2 separate regions of the Sus scrofa genome follow, and region 2 is linked to region 1. A link is a contact called in public HiChIP or PLAC-seq data. All regions are on one chromosome and are shown on one strand. The core of a region is the stretch at or near the end of the contact, and the rest is flanking DNA. Distances in the headings are between cores, read along the strand shown.

Region 1 (6,929 bases), core at 3,961-6,460:
TTGAACACAGGACTGCTTGCCTCTGGACTTCTGACTGGCTCTGCACCAGGATGGACTTTTCCTATTTTTGATATATAGACTATATAATTGGGCCCAGATGGTCCTGCTTCTTATTGTAAGAATAAATGACCCCAGCTTAGCTTCTGAATAAGCCCTTTAGTATATGGGCATCAGGCACATCAGTATGACCTCATCAGCACCATTAATGGTTATTAGTCACCCAGCCTGAGTCAACAACCCTTCACAGCCATAGTATTAGCCCCCTTTTTATCACTCAGTTTCAACAAACTGAGATTTGAATTAGTAGAATAATGTATCCAAGGTCATCATATAGCTGGGAAAGTGGCAAAGCTGATTCTAGTCCAGGTCTGCCTGGCTACAAGGTGACTCCTGTGCTTCAAAAATATTAATTGCTGGAGTTGCGGTCATGGCGCAGTGGTTAACGAATCCGACTAGGAACCATGAGGTTGCGGGTTCAATCCCTACCCTTGCTCAGTGGGTTAAGGATCTGGCATTGCCGTGATCTGTGGTGTGGGTTGCAGACGCGGCTCGGATCCCACGTTGCTGTGGCTCTGGCGTAGGTCAGCGGCTACATCTCTGATTAAACCCCTAGCCTGGGAGCCTCCATGTGCCGCAGGAAGCAGCCCTAGAAAAGGCAAAAAGACAAAAGAAAAAAAAATTAATTACTTCAATAGTGTCCTTCCCAAGGCTGACCATTTAAGGACCATCTTCTATACATGTCTAGTTGTGGGTTATCACTGAGTCAAAAACAATCCCCACTATAAATAGAGCTCTCCATCCACTTAGTCAGTGTCCAATCCAGAGTAAATCCTTCAAGAAAGGAATGAGAGAGGAGAAACTGTCCAGAAAGTGAGAGACAGGAAGCCAGGTCTTGGCACAAATCTTTAAGAAGTAATGACAGGACTAATCCAGAGAGTAATGTGAGATTTCTGTAGGGAATAGCAAATAATTTCAGGAGGAATCTTCCCCTGCAAAAGGAGAAACATGAGATGAAAATAGGGGGAAACTGAGGCCCAGGATGGTAGTGTTCATGCAGATGAGGTGAGTGATCAGAAGAGGAACCCAGGATGGGCAGAGATGGGGACAATAGGAAACAAGAACAGAATGAGACAGGGCTGGGTGTCTCGAGGAGAGAACTGAGGCTGGTGCCTGCTAACTGCCACTCCCTGGATCCTTAGGTCCTCATAGGGACCTTTGCCCCACCACACCCCAATCCTGATAGCCTGTCTCTGCCAGGACAAGTTCGTTGGCTGCTCTGAGCTACCAAGCCCCGCTAGGAGCTCCAGGCTCAGCTGGGACCCATCCCTTTGGAGCAGCTGCTTCAGACTAGGTAGGTGTGAGGACCTGAGCCTCAACTCCCTGGATACTGGAAGTGGGCAGAGGGGTAGCTGGAAGAGATGCTGCTGTATATCCTGTCTCCTGATAGGTGCCATAATACATTTTTCCCAGGCTGGGAAGTACCGAGCTCTCGTGGTCAAGGAAGCCATGGAGGAGAGAGCTGGTCGTCTGGAAAAGCTACAGCACTGGGCGAGGCACAGGCAGAGTGGGCACCTCTTGGTGCTGGCGGTGAGGCCAGGCTGCTCCATCCCAAGCTTCAGCATGTTCACTTCTACCCCAGTTCAATTCCATCCATGTTTAGTGAGAACCCATCATGTTCCTGAAACAGTGCTAGGCTCTGAGTGGGAGGAGGGTGGAGGAAGCATAGACTAAACAAGGCAAGACCCTTAATTTCCATGTAGCTTCTTCCATCATGTGAGGAAAACACACAGGTAAGTGACTGAACTATGACATGAGACAGAAAAAAATTAAAGGATTTCCCCTTCTTTCAACAGCCCTTAGTTGACTACTTTCTGCCACTACACCTTCCTCCCAATTGCTGATCTCTAAAAGAGGCAGGGGCTGGGAGAAAGGAAGGGAATCCCTGACAGTTCCCCTTCACCTATCCTGCATCTGGTCTCCAGGTGAGCCAGCTATGGCTGGCAGTGGCTGTGGTGCCCTTTGCTATCTCAGTTGCCTGCCTGAACTCTGCTTGTCACATGGCCACAGCACTGCCACTTGGGCCTGGAGTACTGGTAAGAACTACCATATGGGAGGGTGGAAGGAAGGTCCTGAGGGGTCAGAGCTCACCACGTGCCTTTCTCATCACTCAGGGTTTCCTCACTGGGATTGTTACCCTTGAGCTGCGCAGAGCACCCCGTTTCTGGAAGGTGAGAGGAGAAGAGAACTATTCTGTCCCCCTCCCACACACACACACCCCTCAGCCCAGGAAGTGGATTTCTAACTGTCGACTGTCAGCTCTCTGCTCTCTGCCCATGAATGGCCTAAAAGACTGAGAAAGGAAGACATTTAGATGGCCCTGTTTGGAGGTGGAGGAATAGGAACTGAGTTTGGTTTTCAGCTAGGCTGCAGGTGGGGCTTGGGGTTGCACTGAGTCCCCCAGGCTGGGCAGAGCTGAACTGACTCACTGGCAGGTGCGTGCCATGATGATATTCAACCTCTTCAATCTGATCTTGGGCTTCATCGCGTTGGTGATTGAGGTGATGAAGACAGCCTTGATGTCTGCCCCAAATATCCCCTCCCAGGTACAAGTGAATAAAAGAGAAGGTGGGACGATGAGGAGACAAGAGGAGGGGGAAGGGCAGGGGCAAATAGGTGCAGGGTCCTTTGCAGCATCCTCAGCCCTTTCTACCTACAGCTAGAGGGCTTGCTGGTGCTTGAGCTCAGCGCTGAAGCCTTCACTCTAGGGGGAGTGCTGGTCTCAGCATACTCCCTGATCCTGCTGAGCCAGAGGAAGCGAGGATGCTGCAGGAGCCAGAGTCTGCACTACCAGGAACTGCAAGAGGTACTGAATGAAGGCAGGGAGGAAAATATTTTTTCACTGGCTATCCTGGTTGGCGGTACTTAAGGGAAAACAATGGCACAGGGCAGAAAGAAGGGGTACTAGACTGAAAGTGATTGGTTTTCTGGCTTTGGACATTTCTCCTCTAGAGGTGGGGAAGAGGGAATTGGGTATCTAAATGGTTGGGGTTAGAAATGTGAGAAGCAATAGAAATCTGCCTAAATATTGGAAGGGCTATGGGAACATGGGGAAAAAATGGCAGAGGACAAAGTTGCATCTGTCTGGGATTCTTCCTTTCTCATCCCTTCGGTTTGCACTCCTCACACTTGTCTGGTTTTCAGGGTCTCTCAGAGTTGGAGGAAGTTCCTGATTTGGAGAATGGTCCCACCGTGACTAGCACAGCAAACAGAACGAATGAGTGAACTGGCAAGGGGAAGAGTACAGGTGCTGCTCTCCTACCCTACAGAAGCGTTCTCCAGACACTCCTGCACCCCATCCCCACAGAACTCAAACTAGATGGAGTCCCTTAAGACTTAAAAAGGAGTTCCCTTGGTGGCTCAGCAGTTAACGAACCCAATTAGGATCCACGAGGATGCAGGTTTGATCCCTGGCCTTTCTCAGTGGGTTAAGGATCTGGTGTTGCCATAAACTGTGATGTAGGCCCGTATGTGGCTGGGATCCCACGTTGCTGTGGCTGTGGCCTAGGACCGCAGCTGTAGCTCCGATTCTACCCCTAGCCTGGGAACTTACATATGCTGCTGGTGCGGCCCTTAAAAAAAAAAAAAAAAAGACCTACAAGACGTTTGGTGGAGTGCCTTCAATTTTCAGTCAGACCAGGGCCCCATTCTTTTCCCTTCCCTTCTGGAGACAGCAATACCCAGACCAAGTCTTCCATCACCTCACTACCCTAAAAATCTGCCCGCCTGCAAGATATCCTTAAACAGCTATCAGCTAGACTGATTTCCTCCCATCTGTCCTTACCCTCCTTCCAACTTTTCTTTCCTTCCCACTGCCTCCCAGTACAGCTTCACATTTGCCTCATCTCACTATTTCCAAGATTTCCAACTTTCACAGTCCCAACCACTCCAAACCCGGGTTTCCGTACACGCCTACTCTCTGAAGTCAATTCACTCGTGCTTTAGTTCTCAGTCAGAGGCGGTTCCTTTCTACTCTAGCGGAGACTACAAGTCCCAGGATGCCCCGCTGCCCCGTGGCCTGCTGGGAAATAAAGAGCCTTTCCTCCGCGGTGGGGGCGCTGTGCATCTGCTGAGTGACGCCAAGCGCTGGAAGTCAGGGCCTAGCCGAGAGTTTCCTCGGACGCGACCACTGGCCCCGTGTGCAGGGAGGAGCCGGGCGGGCTATTCTGAGAGGGGCCGCCACCACCCCAATCTCGGTAACTGAGAGTTGACTGTGGGTCCACAGTCCTCCCTCTGACAGCTTCGGAGACGGGCAGGGGCGGAGGGCTGGCCCTCAGCAGAGCTGGGGTTTCCACAGATGTTGTCGCCGTGCCCCCTCCCACAGTGCCCAGGTTCAAAGTCCTGAGACTTGGAGCGCGCGCGAGAAAGGGGTTGGAGATGATGAGTCAGAAGCCCAGGGCCCTTTTCATCCCCCTCCCCCCGGGCCTAGGCGCCTGAGGAGGACGGGCTGGCCAGACGGGTGGATGGGGCAGGAAGAGGAGGGACACGGCGACCCGACCTAAGGCTTTCCCGCCTCTTGCGAGCACGCCGGTGTAACGAGCCCGCGTCGCCGCCACCCTTTCTCTCCAAGGCGGGAGCGGGACTGCGCAGGCTCAGCCTCTCAGCAGCCCCGCCGACCTTCGATCCCGGCTGCTGAGGTGCGGTTGCTGAAGCTCTGGTTGCGCTCAACCCCCACCGTTTATGACCTTTGCAAATGTGCAAAGATGACGAGCTCAGGTGGGCTTGAGAAAAGCCCAGGAAAACTGGGAGCACCCAGTTGTACCAGCCCGACAGCTTACTAGCCGCTAGAGAAACTAGAAGTTGACCAGAGCTGCATTACTATGAGAACTCACCCCAAATTCACAAAGTGCCCAGGATGGGTGTGCGCCTCACACTCATTTTTGTTCCCACTTGAGAAGGCTTCTTTCCCTAGAGAATGCTGCTTCTCCGGGCTTAGCCAAGCCCAAGCACCAGTAAGGAAAGAGCGCAGCCTGGCTGCCTTGCCCTGACATTGCAGTGGCGCCAGGGGCAGCTCCTTTCTGTTTGTGACACCTTGGGAGTGGTAATAGTCGCCCTATGACAAGATTGTGTGAGTATTTGTGGGTGGGGACAGTTCTGGGATTAGGTTCTGAAATGGAGAAAACAAGATCTGGGCCTCCCCCTTCGCCGCCTCCTCCCAATCTAGAATAATGGAGAGCTCATGTGTGAAGGACTCAAAATAATTTTCTTAAAACTCAGAAGGTGATAGTAGATGAGGAAGCTGAGGGTAAAAATCAGCAATTCATTCCAAATAGAAGCAGCAGCTTTTAGTGATATAATCAGATGTCTAGGAGTTGCATTTTACTTCTTGGAGAATTCAGTCACCATGCAGATGAACCTTATATCAGTCAGGTTTGGTGAGATTATGATGTGGTAACAATGCCAAAATTTCAGTGCCCTGAAACCTAAAGCCCCAAAGGTTTAGGGAGTCTGGCAGGGTACTCTGAACATTGTAAGTTACGCAGGTACCCAAGCCCATGGAGCACTACCATTTTGAGATCCTACCATGACACCATGAGACTAATACCCCTCACCACCACCAGCTTGCCCAGTTGTGAAGTAAGCATGAAGAATTGTTCATAGACTTTTAAATGTTTCTGCCTCAGAGGGATACATATCACTTCTGCTCACACTTCATTGGCCAAAGCAAGCCATATAGCCATATCCAACTTCAAGATGGCCAGAAGGGCAATCTTTACATATGCCTGGAAGGGGAAGGGAAGCAGAAATACTTCATTAAAGGAAGAGGAGGTAGCCATTTGCAGTGATTTGTTGAACAGCTTAGCAGTTGGTATTCATCTGTTCCAGCAGTTATGCGCATATCTACTTTGGTTTTGTTCTTTGGTTTTGTTCCACTAAATGAAGTTCTCAATAGAAACTCCCCCCCCCTCCCCCAGGATAATGGTAAGACTGGGAGACAGGAAATTTGATGTGTAAGTTTGGGCAAGTCAGACCTCTATGAACTACATTTTGCTTAAATGGAGGTTATAGTATTTACCCTCAACCTAACTGGAGGACCAAGGCTCAAATAAAATTACACATGAAAAAAAAAAAAAAACTTTAAAACTGTTAAACACTTTGGAGGTTTTTCCGATAGGGAAGAGGAGTGAAGCAGATTAGGTATGAGTTAATAGGGAGTCATAGGAACTATGGAAAACTAGAGGAGCCCACATTCTATTTAAAGACTTTAACCCAATTCTACCCAATTATTCCCATGTGGGACTGGGGGCTTGGTATTGCCATTGTTCCAATTTTCCTATAAAGGTCAGAAATTCTGACTTTTTAAATGTGAATCATCTGATTTTAAAATGCTGAGGCAGTTCCTTTTGTATATGAACCTGACTGATATCCATGAGGATGTGGGTTCGATCTCTGGCCTTTTTGTTCATTGGGTTAAGGATCCATCGTTGCCTTGAGCTGTGGTATAGGTCAAAAATGCGGCTTGGATCTCACGTGGCTGTGGTATAGGTTGGCAGCTGCAGCTCCAATTGTTGACTCCTAGCCTGGGAACTTGCATATGTCGGAGGTGCAGCTCTAAAAAAAAAAAAAAAAAAAAAAGTAAATAAAATAAAATGTTGATGATTACAATTTTAAAAATCAACAGATTCGGCCTATGGTCCTTCAGTTATTGTCTCTCATTATACAAAAATAAGCTATAAATTCAGGTTTTGGATGTGCAGTTCTCGTTGGCCCTCAAGGCTTCTAAAATTCAAATCTTGAAGAGATTTAACATTAGGTTCTCATATTGGTTATCAGGGAGAGGGTATTTTGCCCCCCAGGGTTTATTTGGCAGTTTTTGGTAGTAACACCTTCAGGGTAGGAGGAATATGTAAGCAAAGGAGAATCAGATGATA
Region 2 (6,619 bases), core at 2,300-4,799, 460 kb before region 1:
ACACAGAGACACTGTGACACTGAAAGCTAGTGACCACAGCACCTAACAGATACGGCTGGAGTGAACACAAGTGCCTGGAGCTATTACCAAAGCTGCTTCCTGAGCTGTCTCTGTGGCAGAGATGGTTTTCAAGACCCTGGGGCAGGTCAGAAGGCTTAATCCTTCAGAGAGGCACTGAGCCCTTGAGGCTGGAGGCTCAGAGACCAAGTGGTTGCTGGCATTCAGGCTGCACAGATCAGCTTGTACCAGACGAGACAGCTGGAGATTATGGAGCAAGGGGCTAGGAGACACAGTGCTCTTTAATATGGGGAGTGTGGCCAAGCACCGGTTTTCCAAGGAGAGGATGTCTCGGTGGACAGACCCATGACCATGTGGTTCCTCTAAAGTCTTCAGGTCAGGAAGTGTGGCCAGGCAATGGTTCTCCAAAGAGAGGATGTCCAGGTGGGGAGACACAGGCCCGTGTGGTTTCTCCAAGGTCTTCAGGTCAGGAAGTGTGGCCAGGCACCGGTTCTCCAAGGAGAGGATGTCTGAGTGGGCACACCCAGGCCCACGTGGATCCTCTAAGATTTTCAGGTCAGAAAATGTGGCCAGGCACTGGTTCTCCAAAGAGAGGATGTCTGAGTGGGCAGACACATGCCCATGTCGTTTCTGCAAGGTCTTCAGGTCAGGAAGTGTGGCCAGGCACCGGTTCTCCAAGGAGAGAATGTTCAGGTGGGCAGACACATGTCCATGGATTTTCTCCATGGCTGGAGCCCAACCAGTATATGCCTAGAAGGAAAGACAGGTGATAAGCAGCTGGCTGTGTTGGGAGTGCCTGTGTACTGGGACTAAACCTTTCCCATAGTCCTCCTGATAATGCCAGTGAGCTTCAGGCAGAGAACAACCAATATTTATTTTTGGAGGACTGGGTCCAAACTAAGGATGTATTTTTGTTTGTTTGTTTGTTTTTTGGTCTTTCATCTTTTTAGGACTGCACCAGTGGCATAAGGAGGTTCCCAGGCTAGGGGTCGAATCGGTTATAGCCACCGGCCTAGGCCAGAGCCACAGAAATTCAGGATCCGAGCTGAGTCTGCGACCTACACCACAGCTCACGGCAACCGGATCGTTAACTCACTGAGCAAAGGCAGGGATCAAACCCGCAACCTCATGGTTCCTAGTCGGATTCGTTAACCACTGTGCCACAACAGGAACTCCTGTTTCTCCTTATTAAAACTACCTGAAGGTCAGGGCTCTTTTGTCTTGTTTACATCTGTATGTATCACTCACACAACCTGGCTTCTGATCTCCCAGCCTCATCCCTTACTGCTACTCTCATCTAACTTTTTTTTTTTTTTTTGGTCTTTTCTAGGGCCGCACCAGCGGCATATGGAGGTTCCCAGGCTAGGGGCTGAATCGAAGCTGTAGCCCCCAGCCTATGCCAGAGCCACAGCAACACCAGACCCAAGCCGCGTCTGCAACCTACATCACAGCTCACAGCAACGCCGGATACTTAACCCACTGAGCGAGGTCAGGGATCAGACCCGCAACCTCATGGTTCCTAGTCAGATTCGTTAACCCCTGGGCCACGACAGGAACCCCAACTCTCATCTAACTTTAAGCTTAAACCATACAAACTCTTTTTAGCTTATGAATTGCCAAAGCATCTCTTGACTTTAGATCTCTGCAGAGGCAGATGGCTAGAACGCTCTTTCTTCTACTAAGACCACACCACCCTTCCCCAACTCCTTCTTTGCTAACCCAAATTCTACTTTCCTATCACTCTGAAGGCCTCAATTTAAGTCATTTCCTCCAAGAAGCCTCAGCTGACAGCCACCCCTTGTCTGGTATGGTGGTCCTTCTATATTCTCACAACCACTGTGCCTCCTCTATCACAGAGCACATCCCCTCTATTGTAACCGCCTGTTCATTTGTCTTTCACCCCACCAGACAATAAGTTCCTGAGGACAGAGACCCTTTAGCCTTGTTCACCACTGTTGCTAAAATACTGCTCAGTGTGACTCAAAAGCTTTTGAGATTCTGCTAAAAGCTACGGAGTTGGAGCTTTTCACAGAAAAACATGAGTATGTACTATTTTGCATTCAGTTTTCAGGGATTCCACCCATGGATCTCCTAGTATCTCCAGTAACTGCAAATTGAACCTCTGCCTGAGAGAGTACTTGAATTCATATCATTAGGAATGTATATACTCTCTTATTTGGACAAATGCTTATCTCCTATTTACATTTAAATATTTTAGGAATAATTATGTTGTTAAGTAAATCACTTAATCCCTTATATGCAAAAGCTTATGGACAGGAACATAGAATACTTCCAAGAAGACTTGAATGGACTGACAATCCAAAGCCAGAATGGCCAATGGATATTAGTGCAGGCAAAATGAATCAAAAGTAATGGCCTGTGTGTCCTGTACATTTCCCTCATATCTTTGCACTATGTAAGACCCCGGTGTCAGAGCAGGAAATCTCAGAATTGGCTCAAGATTTAAAAAAGAAGTCTCACAACAAAAATTAACTTAATAGAAATATAAAGTTAGATTTTGGGGGGTTTTTTGCACCCTGGTGTTTGTGAAGGGAGATTCAGCTCACCTACAAATGAGAGCAAAAATATCTACAAATGAAAAGTAAAAATCCTCATCTCTAGTTTCTAGCTCCATTCTCCAGGAATAACCACTACTATTTTTTTTTTTTTTTTTTTTTTTGGTCACACCCTTGGAAATTCCCAGGCCAGGGATAGAACATGAGCCATACCAGTGACAACGCAAAATCTTTAACCACTAGGCCATCAGGGAACTCCCACATGCTAAGTTTTATATGAAGAGTTTCAGACACTTTCTATGCATATATACAATTATATGCATAGGTTTATATGTCTGCTTTCCCCATATCCTCCCCCCCCCTTTTTTTTTTGCTTTGTACAAAGAGGTTCATACTTTATAGACACTTTTCTTCACTTAGTATGTCTTGAAGACCTTGCCGTGTTAACACATTAGTATCAACCATACTTTTAAGTTGGCTGACAGTCTACCTGGCTCAAGCACAGCCCGGTTTCCGTTATTAACAAACCGTGCTCGTACCACGGTCTGTTTGTGGCAGCTACTCTCTCCTTCCCAGAAGCACCTGGAGCAAGGAAAAGTGACCCCCTTCTCACTTAGTCCCCACCTTCCTCTCCCAGTGTTCTTCTAGCCCTGGGCCCTCCCTTTCCCTCATCCTCCTACGCTCGCTCTCTCAACTGCCCTTCCCACTTTCCCTTCACACACCACTCCCGCTCCGGGAGCATTAGGAGCAGCCAGACAGAGGACCCCGCCCGGCGCCCATCCGGCCAAAGCCCGGGAGGTAACTACCTAGCCGCGCTAGGCCCTTCCCACCGGCCCGGGTGCCGAGGCCACACGTGGACCCGAGGCTAGGGGCAACTGCTGCCGGTGCTCGCCCCTCCCCGGAGTCACCCAAGCCTGGAGCAGCTGGCTGTCACGCGAGGAAGCTCCGGTCCCGGGGGCAGGAAGAAGAACCCGGTTCCTGGTTCCGCGGGTGGAAAGAAGGGAGACGGGGGGTGGGGGGGGCGGGGAGCGGGGGAGGAGACTGCGCGCCGCCGGAGACGCTGGGCGGGGGCCGGGTCCGGAGCGCCCGGAAGGAGAGCGGCGCCGCTGGCTGGGCGAGTGCAGAAGAGGACTTTGCAGCTTTTTCTGAGAACTGAGTTTACTTCCATTCCCTCCCTGCACCTTCTTCCACCGCTTCCTAGTCCTCTTTTCTCCTATCCCTCAGGCTTCCTCCTCTACCATATTCCCCTCTTTTGCTAAGTTTTCTCTCTTTTGTTTTATCTTTCAACACCGTTTCTTGAAAAGGTTTTGGCATTTTCGCTACCGACCTTGACACCTTTTTTGTCCTGGTATCAAATATAGTGGGACACTAACTTCATGCAAAAATTACTTGGTGAAAACAGAAGTAAAGGGAGATTAAAGCAATAACCTATAACCGGGTGTAAATATCAAATAATTAAGGCAGAGTGAACCAAGAGCATGCCTATGCCCCTTTAGGAGAGATTCCTGGATTACAGAGAATTTTTTTGAGCCATCCTGAATGGTTAGTGCGGATGTTTCCCAGAAAGTGGGACTAGGCTCAGCAAAGAGACAAGTGACTTATAGACTGGTAATGTTAGTACTTTTCTATAAAGAATAGGGCCGGAGTTCCCGTCGTGGCTCAGTGGTTAACGAATCCGACTAGTAACCATAAGGTTTCGGGTTCGATCCCTGGCATTGTTCAGCAGGTTAAGGATCGGGCGTTGCTGTGAACTGTGGTGTGCTGTGGTGTGGGTTGCAGATGCGGCTTGGATCCCGCGTTGCTGTGGTGCAGGCCGGCAGCTACAGCTCCAATTAGACCCCTGGCCTGGGAACCTGCATATGCTGCTGTTGTGGGCCTAGAAAAGACAAACAGAAAAAAAAGAGCAGGGCTAAACAGAGTAGCAAGAAAAACGGGCTTACCTCCTGGAAAATAGATTATCTGTCTTCTGGAAAACATCCTTTCCTAAGGGTGGGTGAGGATGGGTGAGTGGGGGAGTACCCTTCATTCTCAGATAACAAATGAGCTTCAACTCAGAATCCGGGTCATCCAGTTTATTGAGCCAGATCCCACCTAATTTCCTTAGCTGCCTCCTTTACCACCTACCCCTTCAGTCTCAACACTTTTTATAAGAAATATTTTTCTGTCCCCTTTAAAATCCTGTACTACAAATTATAAACAACTAATGTTAGACACACAACTTAAAAATTTATGGAAGTTCTCTTGTGGTGCAGCAGGTTAAGTATCTGGCGTTATCCCTGCAGTGGCATGGTTCGGTGCTGTGGAGCAGTTTCAATGCCTGGCCCAGGGAAATTCCACATGCCCCGGGCGCAGCCAAAAAAAAAAAAAAAAGTGTAAAATGTCTAAAGATATATAAAAGAATAGAAGGAAGCTGATTTATTATAAAATACTATGCATTTATATTTGTAAATAGTTGGCCAAAACAGGAAGATACAATGAAGTACTCAGATGCATACATTTCTCTATAGAATTACCCCGAACATAACAGCTAAAACTGCAACGTGATACAGGGATGTTATGATGGTGATTTATTTATTTATTTATTTTGTCTTTTTGCTATTTCTTGGGCCGCTCCCGCGGCATGTGGAGGTTCCCAGGCTAGGGGTCCAATCGGAGCTCTAGTCTTCGGCCTACGCCAGAGCCACAGCAATGCGAGATCCGAGCCGTGTCTGCAACCTACACCACAGCTCAAGCGCAGGGACCGAACCCGCAACCTCATGGTTCCTAGTCGGATTCGTTAACCACTGAGCCACGACGGGAACTCCATGACGGTGATTTAAATACCACCAATAGAGCTGGGAATGTGGCATGATTTTCCAAAATAACTTTTGGCAAATTTTCACGCAAAACAAGTTATAATCATCCCATGATATTCACATGGTGGCATACCTAGGAGGTTCAGTGTATATTAAACTATGCATAAAATGCCTTGTGTTTATGTTTAAAATAAATTTAGGAGTTCCCGTCATGGCTCAGCAGTAACGAGCCCAACTAGGATCCATGAGGACGAGGGTTCAGTCCCTGGCCTCACTCAGTGGGTTAAGGATCCGGCGTTGCTGTGAGCTGTGGTGTAGGTCGAAGACTTGGCTCAGATCCGGGGTTGCTGTGGCCATGGCATAGGCTGGCAGCTGTGGCATAGGCTGGCAGCTGCAGCTTGGATTGGCCCCCTAGCCTGGGAACTTCCATATACCGCGGGTGTGGCCCTAAAAAGCAAAAAAATAAAACAAAATAAATTTAGATCCTAAAATTAGGTTAGCTGTGGTTTTTCAAATTACGTGGGTGACTGGCTAGTCATTCAAATTTGTCAGAGATTCAATAATGACCCTAAGTGTGTGGGAGTGCCCCTCATAGCTGCTGAATGTCTAGCCATCTGGGATCTGCCCATTAAATGTGTACGGATAATCCTAATCATGTTGAGAGCCAAAAAAGAAGAAAAGTCACCACAAATTTCTGAAGTAATACCTTCCATTAGAGGTCTGTCTATAGGGGAGTGGTGGTGGGGGGATTGAGGGCGGGAACACAAGTCCTGGGAAACCTGAAAGAAGAGGCTGTATGTACAAGGAGACCAGAGCGGCAGCATAATGAGGAAAAGAAGGCAAGAAGAGAGGGGAGTCCCACAAGGGCTCTCCTTCCAAAGGCCTAAATCTATAACGCCCCCTCCCCTTGGAATGTACCTTAAACAATTGTGCCAACTTCAGGGCCTCCTACAGCTCTGTGGGGGAACTACCTGCCCCACTAGTGAAAGAACAGCATATGCAAGCCCTTCCATGCTAGTGCAAAGAACATTGAAGCATCTAATCTGTGGATACTGGTGATACAGGAAGAAGAGCAACTGAGGACCATCGCTTCCTGGTTAACTAGGAGGACCTAGAGTTTACCTTCTGGTTAGCTACAACAGCAAAGAAATTCAAGGCCAGCAAGGCCTACACACCAGAACCACTGGAGATCTTTAAAAAAATTCCAAAACGCAAGTCATACCCTAGACTAATTAAATCATAATCTTCAGAGCAGGACCTGGGCATTAAAAGTTTCTGAAGTTCCCCAGC

What was found. HiChIP or PLAC-seq counts read pairs in DNA pulled down with a chosen protein or histone mark.
Region 2: a contact with region 1 is called in an H3K27ac HiChIP or PLAC-seq map of alveolar macrophages. The contact joins the promoter of TEP1 here to the promoter of ZNF219 in region 1. A contact is called at or near these places in 1 of 5 promoter capture datasets (liver) and 2 of 2 datasets of contacts at active chromatin or transcription factors (alveolar macrophages and skeletal muscle).

What each region holds. Positions count from the first base shown.
Region 1 is chr7:78,026,841-78,033,769 of Sscrofa11.1, reverse strand. ZNF219 (zinc finger protein 219) reads right to left here and starts at 5,210. Exons shown (of 5, transcript XM_021099309.1): 1 at 4,890-5,210. It overlaps TMEM253 (transmembrane protein 253), which reads left to right and starts at 624. Exons shown (of 9, transcript XR_002345950.1): 1 at 624-1,351; 2 at 1,471-1,587; 3 at 1,983-2,093; 4 at 2,172-2,228; 5 at 2,493-2,603; 6 at 2,717-2,863; 7 at 3,202-4,253.
Region 2 is chr7:78,485,178-78,491,796 of Sscrofa11.1, reverse strand. It overlaps TEP1 (telomerase protein component 1), which reads right to left and starts at 3,549. Exons shown (of 56, transcript XM_005656313.3): 1 at 3,443-3,549; 2 at 88-768. The coding sequence starts at 744.